Regions from separate parts of the Sus scrofa genome. Here regions 2 and 3 are each linked to region 1. Evidence: chromatin contacts called from public Hi-C and promoter capture Hi-C data. All regions are on one chromosome and are shown on one strand. The core of a region is the stretch at or near the end of the contact, and the rest is flanking DNA. Distances in the headings are between cores, read along the strand shown. Region 1 holds the start of DUSP1 (dual specificity phosphatase 1). Region 2 overlaps ERGIC1 (endoplasmic reticulum-Golgi intermediate compartment protein 1). Region 3 overlaps ERGIC1 (endoplasmic reticulum-Golgi intermediate compartment protein 1).

What was found. Promoter capture Hi-C pulls out the DNA fragments that hold promoters and counts their contacts. A called contact is a pair of places that touch in the nucleus more often than the background predicts.
Region 2: a contact with region 1 is called in a Hi-C map of liver, with 1.9 times the contacts expected there. The contact joins the enhancer-like site here to the promoter of DUSP1 in region 1. A contact is called at or near these places in 3 of 5 promoter capture datasets (fetal skeletal muscle, liver and skeletal muscle), 12 of 47 Hi-C or Micro-C datasets (adipose tissue, embryonic fibroblasts, fetal liver and 5 more) and 2 of 2 datasets of contacts at active chromatin or transcription factors (alveolar macrophages and skeletal muscle).
Region 3: a promoter capture Hi-C map of liver shows a contact between it and region 1, with 9 times the contacts expected there. The contact joins the enhancer-like site here to the promoter of DUSP1 in region 1. A contact is called at or near these places in 3 of 5 promoter capture datasets (fetal skeletal muscle and liver), 11 of 47 Hi-C or Micro-C datasets (embryonic fibroblasts, fibroblasts, liver and 3 more) and 2 of 2 datasets of contacts at active chromatin or transcription factors (alveolar macrophages and skeletal muscle).

Annotation. Positions count from the first base shown.
Region 1 is chr16:51,454,643-51,459,645 of Sscrofa11.1, forward strand. DUSP1 (dual specificity phosphatase 1) reads left to right here and starts at 3,620. Exons shown (of 5, transcript NM_001256075.1): 1 at 3,620-3,986; 2 at 4,263-4,408; 3 at 4,750-4,969. The coding sequence starts at 3,620. LOC102166710 (a long non-coding RNA gene) reads right to left here and starts at 3,240. Exons shown (of 5, transcript XR_001304774.2): 1 at 2,710-3,240; 2 at 1,056-1,163.
Region 2 is chr16:51,384,685-51,389,543 of Sscrofa11.1, forward strand. All of the region lies in intron 1 of ERGIC1 (endoplasmic reticulum-Golgi intermediate compartment protein 1), which reads right to left. Among named protein-coding and RNA genes, the nearest start is that of ERGIC1, 16 kb to the right of the region's middle. Within about 2 kb of position 1,472, at least 17 of the 83 cell types and tissues checked have an H3K27ac peak or open chromatin away from gene starts, as enhancers often do. A contact at or near this core is called in fetal liver and liver, where this site is marked.
Region 3 is chr16:51,337,047-51,341,614 of Sscrofa11.1, forward strand. It overlaps ERGIC1 (endoplasmic reticulum-Golgi intermediate compartment protein 1), which reads right to left. Exons shown (of 10, transcript XM_003134052.6): 3 at 3,630-3,702. Among named protein-coding and RNA genes, the nearest start is that of RPL26L1, 63 kb to the left of the region's middle. Within about 2 kb of position 2,440, at least 29 of the 83 cell types and tissues checked have an H3K27ac peak or open chromatin away from gene starts, as enhancers often do. A contact at or near this core is called in embryonic fibroblasts, liver and retroperitoneal adipose tissue, where this site is marked.

The sequences.
Region 1 (5,003 bases), core at 2,370-4,869:
ATGTTAAGCCACTTGCCCAAGGTTACAGAGCAGACAGTGATCTTGGGCCTTTCTGACTGTCATAGATGGGAATGCCACCCTTTATTTCTCCTCCTATGACCCCAGGATAGGTCCAAAGTCAACGTCAACTTCGAGGGCAGGATTCAGATAGGCATTGTAGGGCAATGCCAGCGCTGGCTACACTCTTTCCCCTTCACAGCCCTTAGTCGTACATGGGTTGTTTTGTATTTTTTTGGCCATGCCTATGGCATGTGGATGTTCCAGGGCCAGGGATCGAACCTGCAACAGGGCAGTGGCAACATTAGGATCTTAACCCCCTGAGCCACCAAGGACCTTCTAGAAGTACATGTTCTTATCTCCATCACAGAAGGAGGGACTGGGGACACAAGAGGGCAAGGCCATAGATTAAGGGTGGGGAGCCCAGGTCAGGCCTTCCTACTACCCCATACTGGCTCCAGGTTTGTCCCTCAGCACATCTAAAATCAGGAGGAGCCCAAGTCAGAAAGGCCAGGTTCTCTCTTCTTTTTTTTTTTGTTTTTTTGTTTTTTTGCTCTTTAGGGCCGCTCACGTGGCATATGGAGGTCTCCAGGCTAGGGGTCCAATCGGAGCTACAGGTGCCGGCCTACGCCACAGCCACAGTCACAGCCACATCAGATCCAAGCCGTGTCTGCAACCTACTCCACAGGTCACATCAATGCCGGATCAGATCCTTAACCCACTGAGCGAGGCCAGGGATAGAACACCCAAGCTCATGGTTCCTAATAGGATTGTTTCCACTGCACCACAATGGGAACTTCCAGGTTCTCTCTTCTGAATCAACATCCTTTGATTGATGCTTTTTCATGCCCCTCTGCACACGAGGCCCACAGTTCCAGCCCCTTGCTGCTTCTGTAGTCACCCGGGGCCAGATTTCTCTGGGTCTCTCTCTGGCTCCACGTCCAGCCAGAAAAAGTATTTCTACTCCTTGGACTGGGGGCCTGGGTGGGTACAGCTTTACCACCAGACCCCCTAGCCTGAGCTATAATGTGTTGATTGGTCTCAAGGAGGGAACTTACCCTGAGCTGGACCTCTGTACCAACCACACCTACTGGCATCTTGTGACCTCCCCAGGTTCTGGTGCTAGATCTTGAAACACATAGAAGCTTGATAATAAAAGAACTGCCCTGCTGGGGAGAGGAAAACCAGAGACTTAGTGAATTGTAATGAGAAGGGATGGGTAGGGCCTGGGTTCCTTACACTCCCCTTCTCTAACTTGGGCCGCAAACCATCCACAAAGTAGGCGGCTGAAAAACCCATTGTACAGATGAGGTTAGAGGCTCAGTAGGGGAAGAGATTCATCTAGGATCACCCAGAAGCAACATGACAGCATGGGCTTTCAGTTCTGCTCTTTCCAGAAAGGGACAGAAAGGAGAAACCCGCAGAGCTCAGCAGACACCAGACTCCAGGGCCAGACTGTGCCCCTCATCGCTGTAATATTTGTATTAACAAAAAGGCTGTGTGTGTGTGTGTGTGTGTGTGTGTTTTAATGCGTAGGCGAAGGTATAATGAATGTTCTTGGTAAAAAATTAAAACATTTCAAAAATTAAAAAAAAAAAGCCAAAATTGGGGCAGGTCAAGTTGGTATGCTGGGAAAAGTCAGAGGCTGTAACATTTTATGATTCAATGCATGAAATATGAGTTCCTCAGCTGAATAAGTAGTACAAACAAATATTTTTTTTTTCGTTTTTAAAAAAAGATACAAGGAGGGTGTTGACCTTATCTGAGGACCTTTTTGCTGTCCTCAGCCAATGTTCATTTGAAGGTAGAAAACGCCCTTTAAAAAAAAAAAAAAAAAAGCCCTTACTTTTCTAAAATGTAGACAGAAAGCTTGAGCCTGTGAGAACACAAGCTAAGCGAGACAAATGCAGAAGTTTCCCCCGGTGATACAATCCGCGATCAACGACATAGGGTGGCCGTGAAATCCCCGCCCCCACCTCCCCGGGAGGAGGGGTAGGAAACCACAGAATGTTCCTGACCAGGCAATCCAGCCCGGTGGCGCAATGTTTATGTTTGTGTACCTAGCACATCGGTGCCGCCCGAAGGAGGCTCTGCCGCCTGAGGTGGGGGGTGGGGGTTGTCACTCGGTAGCCCAGGACGAGGGTAACCGCATGCGGGTCTCCCCAAATGCGCGTCCAGGTCCTGGTAATCCTCTTAGAGCACCCAGGATGGGGATTTCGAGTTAAGCCCATATTAGTGGCGAGAACCAGGGCGTGGGGGCTGGGCCCGGCTCCTGTTCCTGACTCCTGTTCCCAGCTGGAGGCTCCCAGCCCAGGGCAGAGTTAGGTGCTCAATCAGTGCACATTTGGGGAATAAAGAGATGGAGTGGCTACAACTGTCTTTAAGTAAACGTGACCCAAAACATGTCTGGCGGCCTCGGGAGGGCGCTGTCGAGCCGCGCTGGGGGGGGGGTCCGCCTCCCTTAACACGGAACCCCGCAGTCCTCGACCTGACTTTACGACCCCCCCGACCAGGATTTCAGCCCTCTGAAATCTTCTAACCTTTCTTAGTTCACAATGGTCTGGGCAAGCACATGACTGAGAAAGACCTTTTTCCTCTTGGGTTTGACTGGAAGGCATTTTACTTGTTAAATGTACATTTTATTTTTAAGTAACAGGAGAGTAGTCTGGGGAGTAGGAAAATATTTCCCTGAACACCTCCACCCCAACTCACCCCGGTTGTTCTTGGCTGGACAAACTCGTTAATTTTCCTCCAACCTTCATTTCAGGCTCCTCTCTGTCCCTCGACCCCCAGCAGCGTGATGCTGGGCAAGTAAATAGCCTCTCCTTGAGAACCTGTTTCCTCGCCTGTTGGGGATGAGGAAATGAGAGAAAGGGGCCCACATCTCTGCAAAAACGCAGGAAACCCCTTTCCGTTCTGCTCTGCGGCGGAGGGGGCGCGGGGAAGGGGCACAGGGCGGGGGGAAGGGAGGCGGAGGCCGGTGGCATGCGGCCTGATCTCCCAGCCGCTCTCAACACCGAGGTCAGCCTTCAGCTGCTCGCGCGCCCTTCCTCTCTCCTCCCTGCCGGTCCCGGAGAGTAGCTCGGGCCAGCTCCCCGGGGACGCGCCAGGCGCAGGCCGGACGGCCCGGCGGGGGATGGGACCCGAGCCAGAGCGCAGCCAGCGGACCCCACTCAGAGGCCGATGACGTCTTCCCCTTTGGCTCGGCCGGCGCCAAGCCCGGCAGGGCGGGTGACGTCACCACACCGGTCACGTGACCGTCATTCAAACAAACAACCCCCTCCCCTTGCGCGCGCGCGCGCGCGCGCGCCTCCGCGCGCCCCTCCCCGCCCCGCCCGCCGAGAGGCCACATATAAGCGCGCTTCCCGCGGGTCTGACTCGCCGTGAAGGACGTTGGGGTTGTAGGTTCTACGCGGGTTGGAGGGGCAGGCAGGGGAGCAGTAAGGAACCCGAGGCGGTCGAGAGACCCGCACGAAGACCCTTCGCTCAGCCCAGAGGCAGTTTGGAGTTTGGCTTAAAGAAAACGAGGGTCAGGCTTTTCCTCGAAAGCCGTCGCCCTCCCCTTGGCTTCCGAGGACAAAGAGCACAAGAAGACTTCACGCTGGGGGCGCTGGGGCCGGCCATGGTCATGGAAGTGGGATCCCTGGACGCCGGAGGCCTGAGGACGCTGCTGCGGGAGCGCGCGGCGCAGTGTCTGCTGTTGGACTGTCGCTCCTTCTTCGCTTTCAACGCCGGCCACATCGCCGGCTCCGTCAACGTGCGCTTCAGTACCATCGTGCGGCGCCGGGCCAAGGGCGCCATGGGCCTGGAGCACATCGTGCCCAACGCGGAGCTGCGCGGCCGCCTGCTGGCCGGCGCCTACCACGCCGTGGTGCTGCTGGACGAGCGCAGCGCTGCCTTGGAGTGCGCCAAACGCGACGGCACCCTGGCTCTGGCCGCCGGAGCGCTCTGCCGCGAGGCGCGCGGCGCGCAAATCTTCTTGCTCAAAGGTACGCCCTCGGGGACGCTCAGGGGCGGGCCGCACGCCCCCTGTCGCCTAGCCCGGGGACCCCCGGCTCTCAGCATCTAGGGGACTGCCCCACCTGGAGCGCCTGGGCGCTCGATCCGCATTCTGGGGACTTGTTGGCTTTGTTTGGTCTGTGAACAAAGACTCGCCTGGGCCTCTCCGGGGTAAACTTCCAGTCCCGTTGGATAGCGGAGTTGTTTGAAGGGTGCCCTGTGTCGGCGGTACTAATGGGAAAAAAAATGTCTCTTTGTATTCCCAGGAGGATATGAAGCTTTTTCTGTTTCCTGCCCGGAGCTCTGCAGCAAACAGTCGACCCCCATGGGGCTCAGCCTTCCCCTGAGTACTAGCGTCCCTGACAGCACCGAATCAGGGTGCAGTTCTTGCAGCACTCCACTCTACGATCAGGTTAGTAGGGGGCCTTACCAGAGGGGAGAAGGAACAGCTGGTAAATGTAGGAGAATATAGAAAGTGACATGCAGCTTTATTTATAACGGGGGACACGGGGATATTTATCCCGTGGTTAAGTGGTATGATGGAGCTGAGTCTCTAATTGTTGGCACTACAGAAGTGAACTTTGTTGGCCCTGCCCAAGCAACTGGGCTTAGTCCCCTATTTTCTATACCAGCAAGATGCTGCGAAGGTCACCCAGTATTGAAACTGACTTGTTCAGGGAGTTTTTGTGGGTGTGGGCATGAGCATTGCCATTGAACAAGGCTTGACAAGTGTTGGATGTTTCTGGATTTCAGGGTGGCCCAGTGGAGATCCTACCCTTTCTCTACCTGGGGAGTGCCTACCATGCTTCTCGCAAGGACATGCTGGATGCCTTGGGTATCACTGCCTTGATCAACGTCTCGGCCAACTGTCCCAACCATTTTGAGGGTCACTACCAGTACAAGAGCATCCCCGTTGAGGACAACCACAAGGCGGACATCAGCTCCTGGTTCAATGAGGCAATCGATTTCATCGGTAAATAAGTGGAACAAGATGCCTGGGACCTGTG
Region 2 (4,859 bases), core at 222-2,721, 72 kb before region 1:
CGATCCCTGGATCCAGACCAGGTCGGGGAGGCAACTGGGTGCTTCCTCTCTGGCCCCAACTGTCCTCCTGGAAATCAGTGTCACCATCCCTACCTGGAAGTGTTTCCTGGTGTTCTGAGCAATGCCACTTGAGGGGAGGGGGTGCCGTGACCTCTCACACCCCAGCCCTTTGCAGTTCCCACCCAGGGCAGTCACCCCCATGCCCGCCCTGCCCCCACAGGAGTTCCAAAGTCCAATCTGCCCCCTCCGTCATTTCATCTCTAAAATAGGGGCCAAGTGCCTTGATCCCAGCATCCTGAGACTCCCACATCAAAGAAGATGCTGCTGTCAATTCCACACACAGATACCTTTTTTTTTATTTCTTAAATTGCTGTTGTAACAAATCCTATGTGGAATCATTGCAACAAATCCATATTCCCTGAACCCTAAGAATGTTAGGGAATTTTCACAACCACCGTCTGAGCTGGGTGGGCACCACTTACTCGCTCCACTCACAGCAGAGGAAACTGAGGAAGCCGAGGAAGGGAGTCACTGGGCCAGCTGAGCAAACAACAGGGCCAGGCACAAGCCAGGGTCCCTGCTCAGGTCTCCCCCTGTCCGGATCATTACAATGCCCCAGAGAGGCTGCTCGCAATACGGAGCCCAGGATTTCCCGTTGTGGCTTGATTTCAAGCTTGGTCTCCGAGTCTCCTGTGAGGCTGTCAGTGATTTTCAGTTAGCGAATCTGATTAGCATCCATGAGGACGCAGGTTTGATCCCTGGCCCCACTCAGTGGATCCAGGATCCCGCATTGCCATGAGCTGTGGTGTAGGTTGCAGACTCAGCTCGATCTGGCGTGGCTGTGGCTGTGGTGTAGGCTGGCGGCTACAGCTCCAATTGGACCCCTAGCCTGGGAACCTCCATATGCCACGGGTGCGGGCCTAAAAAGCAAAAAAATTAAAAATAAAATAAAATAAATAAATACAGAGCCTGGGGCCCCGATTCCCCACATCACAATCTCTCGGTGGGGCCATGGGAATCTGCATTTGAACCAGCAAATTGCCCCCAGCTGGCTGGGCAGATGGTGACTCCCTGGGCCTCGATTTTCCCATCTGGGAAAGGAGTCGCCCCTTTCACAGAGGCGACTCCTTTCCCAGAGAACTGCTGTGGGCAGTCAAGCAAGGGAAATGCTGGGTGGTGCATTCTCCAAACAGCCAGGAGCTACCTGGCAGAAGGTTCCACTGAGGAAGACGCTCTGCGGCAGCCTGATCAGCCCTTCCACTTTCACTTCTAGAGTGCCTGGGGCTAGAAAGGGACTCTGAAGGCTCCTGTGCCCTGCCGTGGGGGCTGCGGCCATGACTCTTCCAGCTGCTCACACCTGGGGCAGCAGCAGACCCACGAGCCGCTCACACGTCACAGAGCCTGCAAGGCCCAGGGCCCATTTCTACCTATCGTGTCTTCTGTGCGAGATCTTTCAGGCAACAGCACAGGGCAAACTGGTTTGGCATGTGAGAGGGTGGACACCCAGTCCACGTCCCACGTCACCTTGCTGGGGAGTGACGCCGGCTGGGGCACTGACGGCCACCTCGTGGGCCGTCAGCCAACACACACATGCATAATGACACACACACTTATACACACATATACACACAAGCAAGTGGCTCTCCCTTGGGGGCCTCACCCTTGGCCAAGCCCACGTGCCCCTCTCCTCTGGGGGGTTCCTGCCAGCATGCTCATGTGGATCCCAAAATGAATTACAAAATGACAGCTGTAACGCCACCGCCTGCAGGGCCAGAGTCCCAACTTGTAGCCCATATCACGGTCCAAGCACAGAAATAATGGAGCAAACTAAACAAACATCAGAGCCACGTATACGGGGCACTTAAGCACGGTGGCTGCCGTGCTGAGCGATTTAGCCAGGTTAGCTCAGGGAAGTTCTACTGTCCCCTGGGAGCAAGGGACCATCGCCATCCCCGCTGATGGCGTGGGTAAGGGGCCAGCAAGTCAGCTCTGCAGGTAGCTCAACCCCAGGGAGACGGCTTGCTCACTATTTGACACAGTTTTTTCTGCGTGCCCATCACCGTCCTGGGCCCTGAGGACCCAGCCGTGACCAAGGCAGAGCAAGGCACTGACAGGCTGATGGGAGGCTCGGAGAGCAAGCTGGAAACTCTGGTTTCTACTGTCTCTCAAAGGTGACGGGTTCTTTCCAAAGGGAAACCTCTCTGTCTAGGTCCCTGGGGGTCCACTGTCGACAGGAAGCTGTAGAAAGACCCTCTGAGGAGGTGCTCTGGGTTTGATGACACTGGCCTGCAGGCTAACCCCCGACATAAAGCACCTGAGCAGACCACACTAGCGTTCTGAAAAATTAAAAACCATTTCTGAGTCTCACTCTTATCGCTACTCCTCCGTATGGAGTGGCTTTTTTTTTTTTTTTTTTTTTTTTTGCTTTTTATGACGGCACCTGGTTCCTAGGCTAGGGGTGGAATTGGAGCTAAAGCCGCCAGCCTGCGCCACAGCCTCAGCCACGTGGGATCCAAGTCCCATCTGTGACCTACACCACAGCTCACAGCAACGCCAGATCCTTAACCCACTGAGAGAGGTCAGTGATCGAACCCAAGTCCTCATGGATACTAGCTGGATTCATTTCCACTGTGGCACAACAGGAACTCCTCATCCCTGCTTTAGATCAAGTGTGTCAGGAAGTGTCATAAATGCGGGAAGGAAGTGGAGGGGCCACGTCACTGAGTTAGGACCTACCATGAGCTGTGGGATGCTCTCTCCACTCCGAGCAGTAATCCTGTGGGGTCAGGGTTCATGTCCCCATTTGTAAGCAGAAAGTAGGCTCAGAGGGGTAAAGCGAGCTGCCCAAGGACACACAGTGAGTGGGTGGAAGCATCGGGGTTGGGATCCAGGTGCCCGAGGCTCCGAAGCCCAGCTGTCCCAGGTCTGCCTGGCACCTCCCAACAGTGGCTCTAGAACAAGCCGAGTCCCGGGTGGCTGACTCTTCACGCTCCGGTGAGTATGGGGCAGGCGGAGGGCCAAGGAGGGTGACGCGTCTGTGTGGCCCCCCAGGAGGGGCGGGTGGGGCCGGGCAGGGAGGAGGTGGGTGGGTGAACCCTCTCATGCCTCCTTTGACTCAGGGTGAACTCAGCTTTGACAAAGCACCCGGCTTTGCCAGTGCCCCAGTTTCGAAGCTCGGCCAACCGAAGCCGAGCTGGGGAAAGCCGGGCAGGTCTGAGAGCGGAACCGGCCCAGCCACCTGGCTTGCTGGGTGAATCTGGGTGGGGCCCTCGGCTCTCAACACCTCAGCTCCCCCAGCCCCAAAGCGAAGGGACTCCCTCCAGCTCCAGGCCCTCCCTGGCCCTGGTTTACAGATACTAATCAGCCCTGAACCTGAACACATGCCGACACTGGGACAAATCACTCCACCTCAGTTACCTCACCTGTGAAATGGGGGGAGTAAAAGCCCCCGCTTCCTGGGTTTGTTGCGAACACTCAATAACATAATAGCTTTACAGTGTGTAGCACTGTATCTGATGCTCAAGAGATGTTCACTAAATGTTTCCTTTTTTTTTTTTTTTTGCTTTTTAGGACCACACCTGAGGCATATGGAGGTTCCCAGGGCTAGGGGTTGAATCGGAGCTGTAGCCACCAGCCTACACCACAGCCACAGCAACACAGGATCTGAGCAGTGTCTGTGCCCTATGCCACAGCTCATGGTAATGCCAGATCCTTAACCCACTGAGCGAAGCCAGGGATCAAACCTGCGTCCTCATGGATGCTAGTCAGATTCATTAACTGCTGAGCCATGACGGGAACTCCTAAATGTTTCCTTCTATCACCACCCCACCAACTGCCCAGTGCCTCCGGCTTCTCACTTCCCTTCTTCCAGAAACATCTGACCGCAGAGGACAGGTCAGGGCTCATTCTCTGCACTGGGGACAAAATGGGGTCGAAACCCAAATCTACGTCATTGGGAAGGATCTGAGGACCTAACTGTCACTATGACACAAACACCTGCTGCAGTAAACTAGAAAACGTGTGAGAGCCGAGTGCAGAAAAGCTGCACTCCAGTGGCCCCCTTTCCAGCTGTGCGACCCTCTGAATGTAAGTTTCCTCATCTGCAGAAAAAACTATCATCCCCAGACCATGCGAATCTTCTAAGGGCTTTCCAAACTCTTCAAGTCCCACATGATGCCTTCCTGATAATCCCCGCTACGTTAATTAAAATGTGTGGCACTCAGTCCCAGAGTTACCCTTGAGTCATAACATAACCCTGCCTCACGGTCTCCCAGCTTCCCAGATCGGAAGAACCACTGAGGACACTTTGAAAGATGCAGATTCCCAGACTGTCTGGACCAGACGTAGGGGTGGGGCGATTAGAGAACCTGCCAGTTCCAGACAGAACAGAATTCCTTGACTGAAACTGAATATGGGGCAGCCTGGATCTCCAGGGTCAGGTGACTTAACAGAAAGTATCCGGAAAGTCTTGACTTTAGGGGCTGGCTGTTACTTTGCTGGCTGTGTGACGCTGGGCCAAGCCTTCAACCTCTCTGGGCCTGTTTCCTCAAAATGGGAACAATTAGGCCCCGGGGAGTGGGGTTAAACAAAAGTTATTAAGAAAATAACATATGTTTAGGAACACACCCCCAAATTACGGAGATGGTACCAGAATGGTGGGAGGTTGAAAACACTGACTGCAGGAGTTCCCTGGTGGTGCAATGGGCTAAGGATCCCGTAGCATCACTGCTATGGCTGGGGTTGCAGCTGTGGCACGGGTTCACCCCCGGCTCTGAATCTTCCACATGCCATGGGAATGGCCAAAAAAAGACAAAGAAAATACTGACTGCAGTTGCCATCCCTGCCAGTGACATATGTAT
Region 3 (4,568 bases), core at 1,190-3,689, 120 kb before region 1:
GACCATAAAATGAGACGAGGATTGTAAAGTGCGAACGTAGGTGGTAGGCACAGGGTCGCCTCTTATAAACCATAACTGAAAAGTACGATGAGCTGTATTAAGCTATAAATTATCAACGGAGAGTTCTAGCGACTACATCTTCTTATAAATCCTCATCAGGTTAATAATTAAGAGCAGACAGAGACTGGGCAGTCAAAGGCTGGAATGTTCTGCGGCCACATTCTCTGAGGAGGGAGGTGCCACTCCCCTGGAAACGTGGAGCATCAGGGCAGCCTGCGGGGCCACTTTCCCAAGGATAGTCAACAGCCAGGTTGAAGTCCAACCACCCAAACAAACAGGCCTCCCTTGCCCGCCCGGCCAGGCCAGAATAGCCTCTTAGGTCACTGATAACCACAGGCCAGGGCTGGAGAGATGTTGATCCAACCAGCAGTGACCTCATTTCCTTGGGTTACAATCTCATGGCGGGTTGGGGGGGTGGGGGGCCGTGACCCACTGTGGTCACAAAACTGCCAGGGAGGGCCAGCCACCCAGAAAAGGAAAAGAATTGTGACCCGCAGTCCTTCCGGGATCAGCAGGGCTTCCCAAGGGTCAGAGAAGCTTCTGGTTGAGGACCAAACTCCCAGGCACAACCTTTTCTGCCTGGATTGTTCTGCGGAGTCCTCACCCCCGAGGACTGCCTTTGGCAACCCCTGCATCTTGCTCAAGAGGCCGTGGAGACCAAGAAGGCATCAGGGTCCCGGTAGCATCACGGATGGAGCCTGCGGCCCAGACAGGTGTCTCTTTTCACCCCCTCTCCCCTGCGCTGTCAGTGCCGGGGGCCGGACACAAGGCAAACGCTCAATGAAAGGCCCCTCATCTTTCTTCCTCTCCAGGGATGTGGTGGGACCAGACTGTCCAGAATGCCCCCAAGAGCCAGGAAGAGGAAGTCCTGGAGGAGGGGAGCAGGCGGGGCAGCGGGCACACACTGTGCTCCTGGGAAAGGGGCAGCCCTGCCCTGGTCCGTGGAATGAGCTTGCTCAAGGGCCCTGCACAGGGCGGCTGCAGTCACCAGCTGTGACATCAAAACGTAGCTCTTGGGGCGCTGCCTCAGCACCTCAGTGTGTTCAGCTGACCTCGGCTGAACATACTGCCCCTCCGAATGGTGGCAGGACACAGGGGAGGCCCCTTCTTAACTCGAGGGCAGGGACAAGGAAATGAACATTCACAGGGACCTCATGACATGCCAGGGGCTGAGCGGCCTCCGCGCCTTTCTCCTGTGAGATGGGGACGAGGTGTGAAATGAATAAATGCCTGAAAGGATATGGATGAGCAACGGGGTCCCTACTGCCCAGCACAGGGAGCTGCGTCCGATCTCGGGGTAGAACAGGACGGAAGATGCTATGGGAGAAAGTGTGGACATCCATATACGTGTGTGTATATATCTAAGTGTATGGCGGGGTCGCGATGCTGTACAGCATAAATTGATACACACCGCACATCAACTCAACTCTAACAAAAGAAATTTTCAGTCTATCAGGCACTACGTTAAGTACATTTCAGGTAAATCACCTTGTGAAATAAAGCCTTATGAAATAGGACACACCTTCCCCATCTCCGATCCTGCTTTGTTTTCTCTTCAGAGCCTTTATCCCTAACTGATACATTCCTTTTTATTCAATGTTGATGATCTGTGTCCCCCACCTGCATTTTCTCTAAGCAGGGAGCCACAGGCGGTGAACAGGCAGACCTGGCCCCTGACTTTTGGGGGCTCAGGACCAAGGCTGATTCCCATCAATACAGGGCAGTGTACAGGGCCCAGCCTGACTTGGTCCACCTCCTGCACGGTCTCCAGATTCTTCTCTGCCTGCTCGCTCTGCTTTAGACACACCAGCTCTCTATCTGCTCTTCCCATAGACCAGGTAATTCCTGCCTCAGGACCTTTGCACTTGCTAATGTCACTGCCTGAGATATATAAAGCCTTGCACCTGGTACCTGAGACACAGTCAGGGCTCCCTCCTTGTTGCTGTCACATGGGTACCCCCTGTCACCTTGCTCAGAACATGGGAGGCCTGCACTGCAGCCCCCTTTCCCAGGAACGGGGTGTGGCATACAGCAGGTGCCTGGCACAAGCAGGCCTCAATCTCTGGCTGCTCTCTCTGCTTTCACCTCCAAATCACAATGGGATGACCCCTGAGAGGTCCAGTGGCCCAAATGTGCAAAGACAGGAAGACACTTGACCGGGACAGAGTCAATTCCAAGACAGAGTCAATTCCCAGGGAAACAAAATCCTTCTCTGACCCCTGCCTGGTCAAGGAGTCGTGTCTTGGGAAGCCGACAAGCCTCCCCAGATGTGGAAAGGAGCCTTATCTCTGGCGCACCCTCCCCTGTTTGGCCAGCAATACTGGGCCCCAGAGAGGTTTGGCAACCTGCCCAGGGTCACAGAGCAGGTGGTAACTGAGCAGAGCCCTGGCCCTGGGTTTCCCAAGGCCTTGTCCAGTCCTCCTTCCACCACTCCATAGGGCGTCTTGGGGCACGGGTGCCATCAGGGTTAAAAACCCGCTCCGAGGAACAGAGAAGACAAATCCACCCCCTCCTGACCCCCCCCCCCCAACCAAAGGAGGGCAGGGTGCTGTTCAGAAAAGAGCTGGGGTAGGGGTGGAGGGGCCCAGACTGATTCTCCTGTGGGAGCAGGTCAGGGCCAGGTCCCTTCACCCCTCTGAGCCTCAGTTTCCTCATCTCTAAAGAGGGGGCGACAACCTCCCAGGACCAGCCGAGGGGTTAAAGCGGGTCGTGGTTATAGGGCAACAGAGACCCTCTTGGGCGCTCAGCTCTGTCTTCAGGGTCCTATCGTCTGATGGCTGAGAGGGAGGCAAAGGAAACCAAGAAATTCCGTAAGTGAAAAAGAAAATTCCAGTGCTGGACAGGGGAGTGGGCAGCCAGAGGCCCCTGAGGGCTTTCTGGGTTGTAAACATGGAAATGAAGAGGCTTGGAAGCCAGAGGTGAAGGCAGGAAGCTTCTGGGTTTAATTCATCTCAGAGGGGCATCCGATGAGGCCGTAACTGAATAATTCCAAAGGCATTCGGGGTTACACAGGCCCCGAGCATTTACTAGGTTATCTGAACAACGGCTGATTCTAGGAATCGGGGATGGATTCACCATGCGTCAGTCGCTGCCAGGAAGCCCGCACTGATTCCTCACCCAGTGTGGGCCTGGGGACAGGGAAGGGGGCTTGGTGGTGGGGGCCCGGCTCTGATGTCAGAACCTCACCCCCTCTCGGGTGGAGAGCTGCCTGTCTTCCTTCTCTGAATTCTTCCAGCTCGAACATCAAACGAGCCTGGGATGACTCAGAGGGAAAAAAGCCCACTGGCCAAACACAGGGACGGCAAACAGGAGCTTCCTCGACCCCAGAAGGGAACCAGCGTTTTCTCTTCAGCTTTAACAAAGCAACCTTGGGTTTGGCTCTCGGCTTTAAAACCCTTTTAAGAAACAGAGGAGTGGCTGATGCCACAGGCTTGGAAACGCCAGATGGAAGGTTTAGAGGTGTCTCTCCCTTGTAAAGCCCCTTTCCCCTTCTCATCTGCCAGTCCCCCTCCCCCACCGAAAGTTCTGGAACGCCCCTTGGGGAGGGGGGTGGGGGGGATGTGACTTACATTTCTGTTGTTATGAATCCGGTAAGCTCTGAGAGGAAGAGGAAGAAGATGAAGAGGCAGCAGCAGATGGAGACTGGAAGAAAGAAGGCAGACGCACAGTTAAGGGGGGGGGGCACTGATGGAGGAGGGAGCCCCCCCCCCCCCAAGGAAAGCTGCTTACAGGGAAGGGGACAGAGGCCCAGACCCTGCAAAGCCCCTTATTCTTGGCCTTGATAGGAAGCTTCCCCACTCCCATAAAAGTCAACCACCTTGGGAATGGATCTGACCTCCCTCCGACCCACCCATGTACAGTGACCCCCACACAGGCAGACCCCGCAAGGGGCCAGTCCGACTTCCTTCCACAAGGGCATTTTAATGCAGACATCAGTCAAAAACCAAGGGCTGCACATCGGTGGCCCACAGATGTATTCTGTTTGGCTCGAGTGACACATATTTTAAAATCTGGAAGTTCCCGCTGTGGTGCAATGGGATGGGCAGAGTCTTGGGAGCCCTGGGATGCAGGTTTGATCCCCAGCCTGGCACAGTGGGTTAAGGATCTGGCATTGCTGCAGCTACGGCCTAGTGTTGGGGACATGGCTCAGATCGTCAGTGTCGGAAAATGAGACACATGAACACGGGGAGATCTCGACACGGCTCTTTCCTTCTGCAGAAGGGCGCGGGTGCTCAAAGAGCGCCGTGCAAAGAAGAAAAGACCCTCCCTATTTGTCCCTAACGCAGGCGATGTACCTGTCCCCTTCCCATGGGTCAGGTCAGGGCACACATTCTTCTCGGTGGGCTAATGTGAAACGAATTGTTACTGGGAGAAGAGGGAAAGTGGGGGGGGGGGTCGCAGGAAGGCGTTTCAGTGAAACTAGAGCCGCTTGGAGTCACCAAGACTTCCTTTGATAGAAAAGACATTATGTTACTTTCCACACTAGGTTGCAACTGTGGCTTGGATCT